2 separate regions of the Mus musculus genome follow, and region 1 is linked to region 2. A link is a contact called in public promoter capture Hi-C data. All regions are on one chromosome and are shown on one strand. The core of a region is the stretch at or near the end of the contact, and the rest is flanking DNA. Distances in the headings are between cores, read along the strand shown. Region 1 overlaps Efcab2 (EF-hand calcium binding domain 2). Region 2 has its middle 8.7 kb from the start of Gm24919.

Region 1 (2,760 bases), core at 117-2,616, 66 kb before region 2:
GTGCCCTTAACTGCTGAGCCGTCTCTACTGCCTGACCTCTTTAAAACAAGTTAAAATGATTTTAATATCAGCTAGTTTTTAACAATGGTTTCAGAACGCTTTTCTAAACTGGCTTCTGCACATCAGTCACTGATATTGTGGCTACTGCTATTTCAAACAGCTGATGCAGGAGCCTGTAGACAAGTTAATTTCCTCCATTGACTAGAGTGGTTAGAACCAACTCACTTAGTAATCTACTATGCAAATAAAGCAGAAATCAACAAAAGTCTTATTTAAATTTTTTAAAGCTTTTTAAAATATTATTTTCTTCTCTATAAATCGTTTATGGGATTTTTAATAAACTGACAAATGAAACAACTATTTTATATAAATGTTTTAAAATATGGAAACTTTCATGTATTTTATTCAAATGCATAGATTCCTTATATTGATAAATACAAACCAGCTCTAAAGGCTTTTAAACAGAAGAATTTATTTCTTCATGTATACCATTCAGAAAGAAATGTCACTTAGACAAACAGGTCATGAAGAGCAACCCAACAGAAGAATGGGATGGGTTCCTGATGGACATTCAGTGGGTGTAGTACCCCACTGCTGACACGGGGTGGCAGCAGAGCCACTGAGCTAGACTGAGTCATCCATAAGGGCAGTCAAGGTCACAAACAACAGAGAGGACAGACCAGGGACATCTGATGCACACACCACCACCACCACCACCACCACCACCACCCCCCACCCCCCCACCCCGCCCATCCCCAGTGAGAACAGACAGAGGGCATCTGATGCAATTATGAGGGGCAAAAGGTGCAAAACCGTTTACCCTCTATAATATAACTGCTGTTACACTAAGTATCAGTAAGCAAAACACAATTTGGAAATTTCTAGAACAAAGCAGAATTTTGGAAAATGGGTTCCCATTCATTTAACAAACATTTACTGAAGACTGCTATGCCGGGTACTTACAGAAGAGTAGAGAACAAAACGAAGACCCTGCCTTCTTCCCCTATGAGGGCATTTTTCCTAGATCCAAGTTATTTTAAAACCAAATAATAAAATAAATCTAAAACAAGGGCAGATTTTCTGTTCCAAAATGGCCTCAAAGGCCTTCCTAATCAACTGAAGAGCCTGTAAAAGAGAAGAACAAGGAGTTTCTGCCTCTTATTTGCTGCAAAGCTATTTCTTCTTAGTCTCTGTGCTAGAAGTTACAGTCCCAAAAAGAGCGCTGGCTCTGTAAAAACCCGGACACTGCAGAGACAGAATCAGTAAGTTAATGACACAGCTACTTTTGCTCAGTGCTGTGACTGCTGTGGGGATGAGAAGGACGAGCCCCTGTTCTCGCCTTGGAGCTTACTACTGGGAGGAACAGAGCACAAACATAACTGAGCACAAGCTAATTTTAGTCAGTGATAAGGGCTCTGAAGAAACCGCATCATCATTGCTGCTTTTGTGCCTGTATTAGCTTGCTGAAGCTACCTTGAGAAAGTATCACACGGTGTGGGGGTAGGGCATGGAAGATAAACACTGTCAGCAACTTCTTTTCTCACGGCTCTGAGGGCTGGAAATCTGGTTTCACCCCAAAGCCTCCCAGCTTAACTTGCAGAGAGAGCCCTTGCTATGTCCTAACGGGGCATCCCTCTGAACACAGACACCCTGGCATCTCTCCTGGTATAAGCCAGTGGTAAGCCACCTGCCTGGCATGCACAGGGTGAGAGAGCCAGAGAGAGCAATTAGGCCTCTCTCTCAGCACCGGTTTTAAATCCAATCATCTCTGTAAACACCTGACTTGCAGATAAACTCACATTTTGAGCTAGCAGATACTAAGATTTTGAAACACTTCAAGTCCAGTACAGGCAATAATTTGCGTCTTCATTGTTGTTGTTGCTGTTATTGGTGGTGGTAGTTAAGATCTCAAAAGCACAGCCAACAAAAGCAGTGATAGGCAAATGGAATTATGCCAAACTGAGACTTTCTGCACCAAAGAAAGAGACGACAGATGAAGAGACGAATATAGAATAGAGGAAATATTTGTAAATGATGTATCTGAAAAGGGATTAATATCTAGAAAATATGATGGGTTTGAACAACTAAAAAGTCTCTGGATTAAAAAAAAAGCTAATGATCTGAACAGACATTTTCTAAGATGAGATATACAAATGGTCGACAGACAAACATGAAAATATGTCCAGTGTCACTGCTTACTAGGGAACTGTAAAGCCAAACCACAATGAGATATCACCTCACCCCTCAGAATGGCAATTAACAAAACACTGAAAAGTACAAATGCTGGGGAGGGGAGGGGAGGGAAGGGGAAGGGAGGGGAGGGGAGGGGAGGGGAGGGGAGGGGAGGGGAGGGGAGGGGAGGGGAGGGGAGGGGAGGGGAGGGGAGGGGACGGGAGGGAGACGAACAGACTATTGATGGGAATGTAAATTAGTGCAAGACTAAAACTGGAGATACTGCCATAGCTAGGAGGAAGAGGTTGGAAGACAGACAACCCAGGGGTCTGGTCTCTCTGGCCACTCTGTGGGACCCAAAGATTTCTCTCAGGTTGTCAGGGCTACTACACACAAGTGTTTCTCCCTGTTGAACCATGTCACCAGCCTTCTGTATAAGAATCTTGCTACTTTACTAAAATTCATTTTTCTTTGCAATAGTTTTCTTATCAGTTCTTCTGGGTTCTCTAGATATTTAGTTTTCTTTCCTACAAATAGTTTTTCTTTCTCCTATCTTTTCTACCTCCTACCATATCATGTCCAGTACTT
Region 2 (3,048 bases), core at 129-2,628:
CTGGAGCTAAGCATGGTGGCATACCCAGCACTCAAGAGGCAGAGACACGTAGGTCTCTGTGAGTTCAAGGCCAGCCTGGTCTACATAGTGAGAACCTGTCTCCAAAATAAATTTAAAAGTGAAATAAAAAGAAATAAAGAAGATCAGATCATCTTTCTCTTCATTTTATAATCTTATAGTCAACTAATTATTTTATATTCTCTTACCTGGGCAATTTTTTTAAGATTAATTTTATTTATTTTTAATTATGTGTGTGTGTTTGGGTACCTTCAGAGGTCAGATCTACTGAAACTAGTTTCTGGGGATTGTGAGCCATCCGATGTGGGTGCTAGGAACTGAAGTCAGGTCCTCTTCAAGAGCTAAATGCTTAATCTTAATTACTGAGCCATCTCTTGAGAATTCTCGCCTCCAATAGTATTAGTTAGATGTATATACTGTTTCTATCTTCATAATGCTTGTTTTTAAGATTTAAATTTTTTGCCCATTGAGGTTTATGCTGTAATAGCAAATTTATAAAGGCATCATATCTCAAACACATTTCTTTACTTTGGAAGAGTGAGGTCCAGGCATAGTGGTTTCATGCCTTTAATCTCAGCACTCAGGAGGTGGATGCCTGTGACTCTGATCAATGTAGTGATTGCCAGCACCAAAATCAAAACAAAGAAAACAAAATGAGTCAACCAGCCAGCCCCCCACATTCTATTCTTTGATTTTATTTTTTAATGCATTTATTTTAGAGAGTGAGGGCTGGTGGCTATAAACTCTTGCCACATGTGACTTTGCAGAGCTCCTATGCAGAGGACTGGTTCTCACCTTTCACCATATGGGACCCAGGGATGGAACTCTGGCATCGAGCACCTTTACCCACTGAGCCATCCCACCAATCCCTCATACATTTTCTAAACTGGTATAGAGACAACTTCCCAGCTTCCTGCCCAGTGACTCTGCCCTGCCTCAATGCTTCTCCTGAAACTGCAGTGAAGAGGAGTCCTGAATGGTTTTAGACTGCATTGCTTTTCTCAGACTGTCCCCTCAACTCCACCCTCCTCTGCTGTGTCCGCCATTTGGCCATTAGCGACAGGCATAGAAATTCAGAAAGATAAGCTTCATTGTAAACAGTCACTTAAGAGCTTTCTATCTGTGGTTAAAACCTGTAGCCAGACTCCTGGGTTCTGGTTTGCCACTTATTTACTATGGAACCTTAGGCAATTAATTTAACTTCTCCTTCCTTATCTTTAAAATGAGGATAATGACAGCAACTTATGTTCCAGGGTTATTTTTGAGGTTTGCAGCTTTGAGATTGTTGGCAGATACACAGTGCACATGTTACTGCACATGAAGCTCATTTCTGTCAGCTGGGCTTTGCTGTCAGGACATGCCCACTGTTAAGCAACAAACAGCCCAGAGAGTCTGAAGTTAGGATTTTGATCTTGACTCTAAAGACATTGTTATTCAAGCTGCCAATATTCTATTCATATATTTGAGAGGGACCCAAGTCAACTATTACCTCATTGCTGTGTGTACAGGCCTGCAATCTCTTCTACTCAGAGACTGAGACAGGAAGATGTAAATTCAAAACTGGCCTGGTCTACAGAGTGAGTTCTGTCTGGGTGATTTAGTGACGTAGTATTTCAAAATAAAGAGCATGGGGACAGGAAAAGATGTCTTAGCAGTTAAGAGTGCTGTCTGCTCTTCCAGAAGTCTTAAGTACAATTCCCAGCAACTACATGGTGGCTCACAGCCATATATCCTGGTGTCTTAGTCAGGGTTTCTATTCCTGCACAAACATCATGACCAAGAAGCAAGTTGGGGAGGAAAGGGTTTATTCAGCTTACACTTCCATACTGCTGTTCATCACCAAGGAAGTCAGAACTGGAACTCAAGCAGGTCAGAAAGCAGGAGCTGATGCAGAAGCCATGGAGGGATGTTCTTTACTGGCTTTCTTCCCCTGGCTTGCTCAGCCTGCTCTCTTATAGAACCAAGACTACCAGCCCAGAGATGGTTCCACCCACAAGGGGCCTTTCCCCCTTGATCACTAATTGAGAAAATGCCTTACAGCTAGATCTTGTGGAGGCATTTCCTCAACTGAAGCTCCTTTCTCTGTGATAACCCCAACCTGTGTCAAGTTGACACACAAAACCAGCCAGTACACCTGGGATCTGATGTCCTTTCCTGGCATACAGGTATACATACAGATAGAGCCTCATATACATTAGATAGATAGATAGATAGATAGATAGATAGATAGATAGATAGATAGATATTTTTAAAAAGATTTAAAAAAAAAAACAAGTAAAGGCTGGGGTATATAGTTCAGTGGTTGTCTTAGTCAGGGTTTCTATTCCTGCACAAATATCATGACCAAGAAGCAAGTTGGGGAGGAAAGGTGCATCCAAGATCACATCCAACTCTGTCTGATTCCAAGATACTGATACTGATATTGATAACCAAGAACTTGTCCTTAGGGATGAGGACAGGAGAAAGAGGAGAGATTGGAAGAGATGGGGGAGGGGAAACATGGAAGTATAGAGAAAGGAAGGTTAACTGGGAGGGGGATATTTGGAAAATTAAACACAAAACCAGAAGTAGGTGTCTCCAGTGCAGCTGGCTTTGTGGCCCTCAAGACAATTGAAAATAAAGAACAAATGGTCTTAGAAACCATTTTAGAAATATCATGGCCATGTTGGTAAGAATCGAGTTAACAATCATCAGTCACCAACTGTCTATGAAGAAATCAGGGAGTCTTTACAGACATTATTTCTGCTATGAATATACATAAACTTGAGGAGAAATATTGATAAAGGCATAGAACCTAGAGAATAAGAGCTTCTAACACATAGGATTTGTATACTTCTGTTGAACTAATGACCCTAGAAACCCTTCAGTAATAAATATCCTCATCTGTCTTAGTCAGGGTTTCTATTCCTGCACAAACATCATGACCAAGAAGCAAGTTGGGGACGAAAGGGTTTATTCGGCTTACACTTCCATACTGCTGTTCATCACCAAGGAAGTCAGAACTGGAACTCAAGCAGGTCAGGAAGCAGG

The links. Promoter capture Hi-C pulls out the DNA fragments that hold promoters and counts their contacts.
Region 1: a promoter capture Hi-C map of the HPC-7 cell line shows a contact between it and region 2, with 4 times the contacts expected there. The contact joins two enhancer-like sites. A contact is called at or near these places in 7 of 39 promoter capture datasets (the C10 cell line, the HPC-7 cell line, HPC-7-derived erythroid cells and 4 more), 1 of 15 datasets of contacts at CTCF or cohesin (pro-B cells), 27 of 484 Hi-C or Micro-C datasets (8-cell embryo, the AML12 cell line, CD4 T cells and 14 more), 4 of 115 datasets of contacts at active chromatin or transcription factors (the HPC-7 cell line, bone marrow-derived macrophages, embryonic stem cells and 1 more) and 3 of 9 other capture datasets (adipose tissue, liver and pancreatic islet).

What each region holds. Positions count from the first base shown.
Region 1 is chr1:178,447,232-178,449,991 of GRCm38.p6, reverse strand. The region is part of intron 2 of Efcab2 (EF-hand calcium binding domain 2); the gene reads right to left. Among named protein-coding and RNA genes, the nearest start is that of Efcab2, 43 kb to the right of the region's middle. Within about 2 kb of position 1,366, at least 67 of the 459 cell types and tissues checked have an H3K27ac peak or open chromatin away from gene starts, as enhancers often do. A contact at or near this core is called in the HPC-7 cell line, where this site is marked.
Region 2 is chr1:178,380,616-178,383,663 of GRCm38.p6, reverse strand. No RefSeq gene overlaps it. Among named protein-coding and RNA genes, the nearest start is that of Gm24919, 8.7 kb to the left of the region's middle. Within about 2 kb of position 1,378, at least 13 of the 459 cell types and tissues checked have an H3K27ac peak or open chromatin away from gene starts, as enhancers often do. A contact at or near this core is called in the HPC-7 cell line, where this site is marked.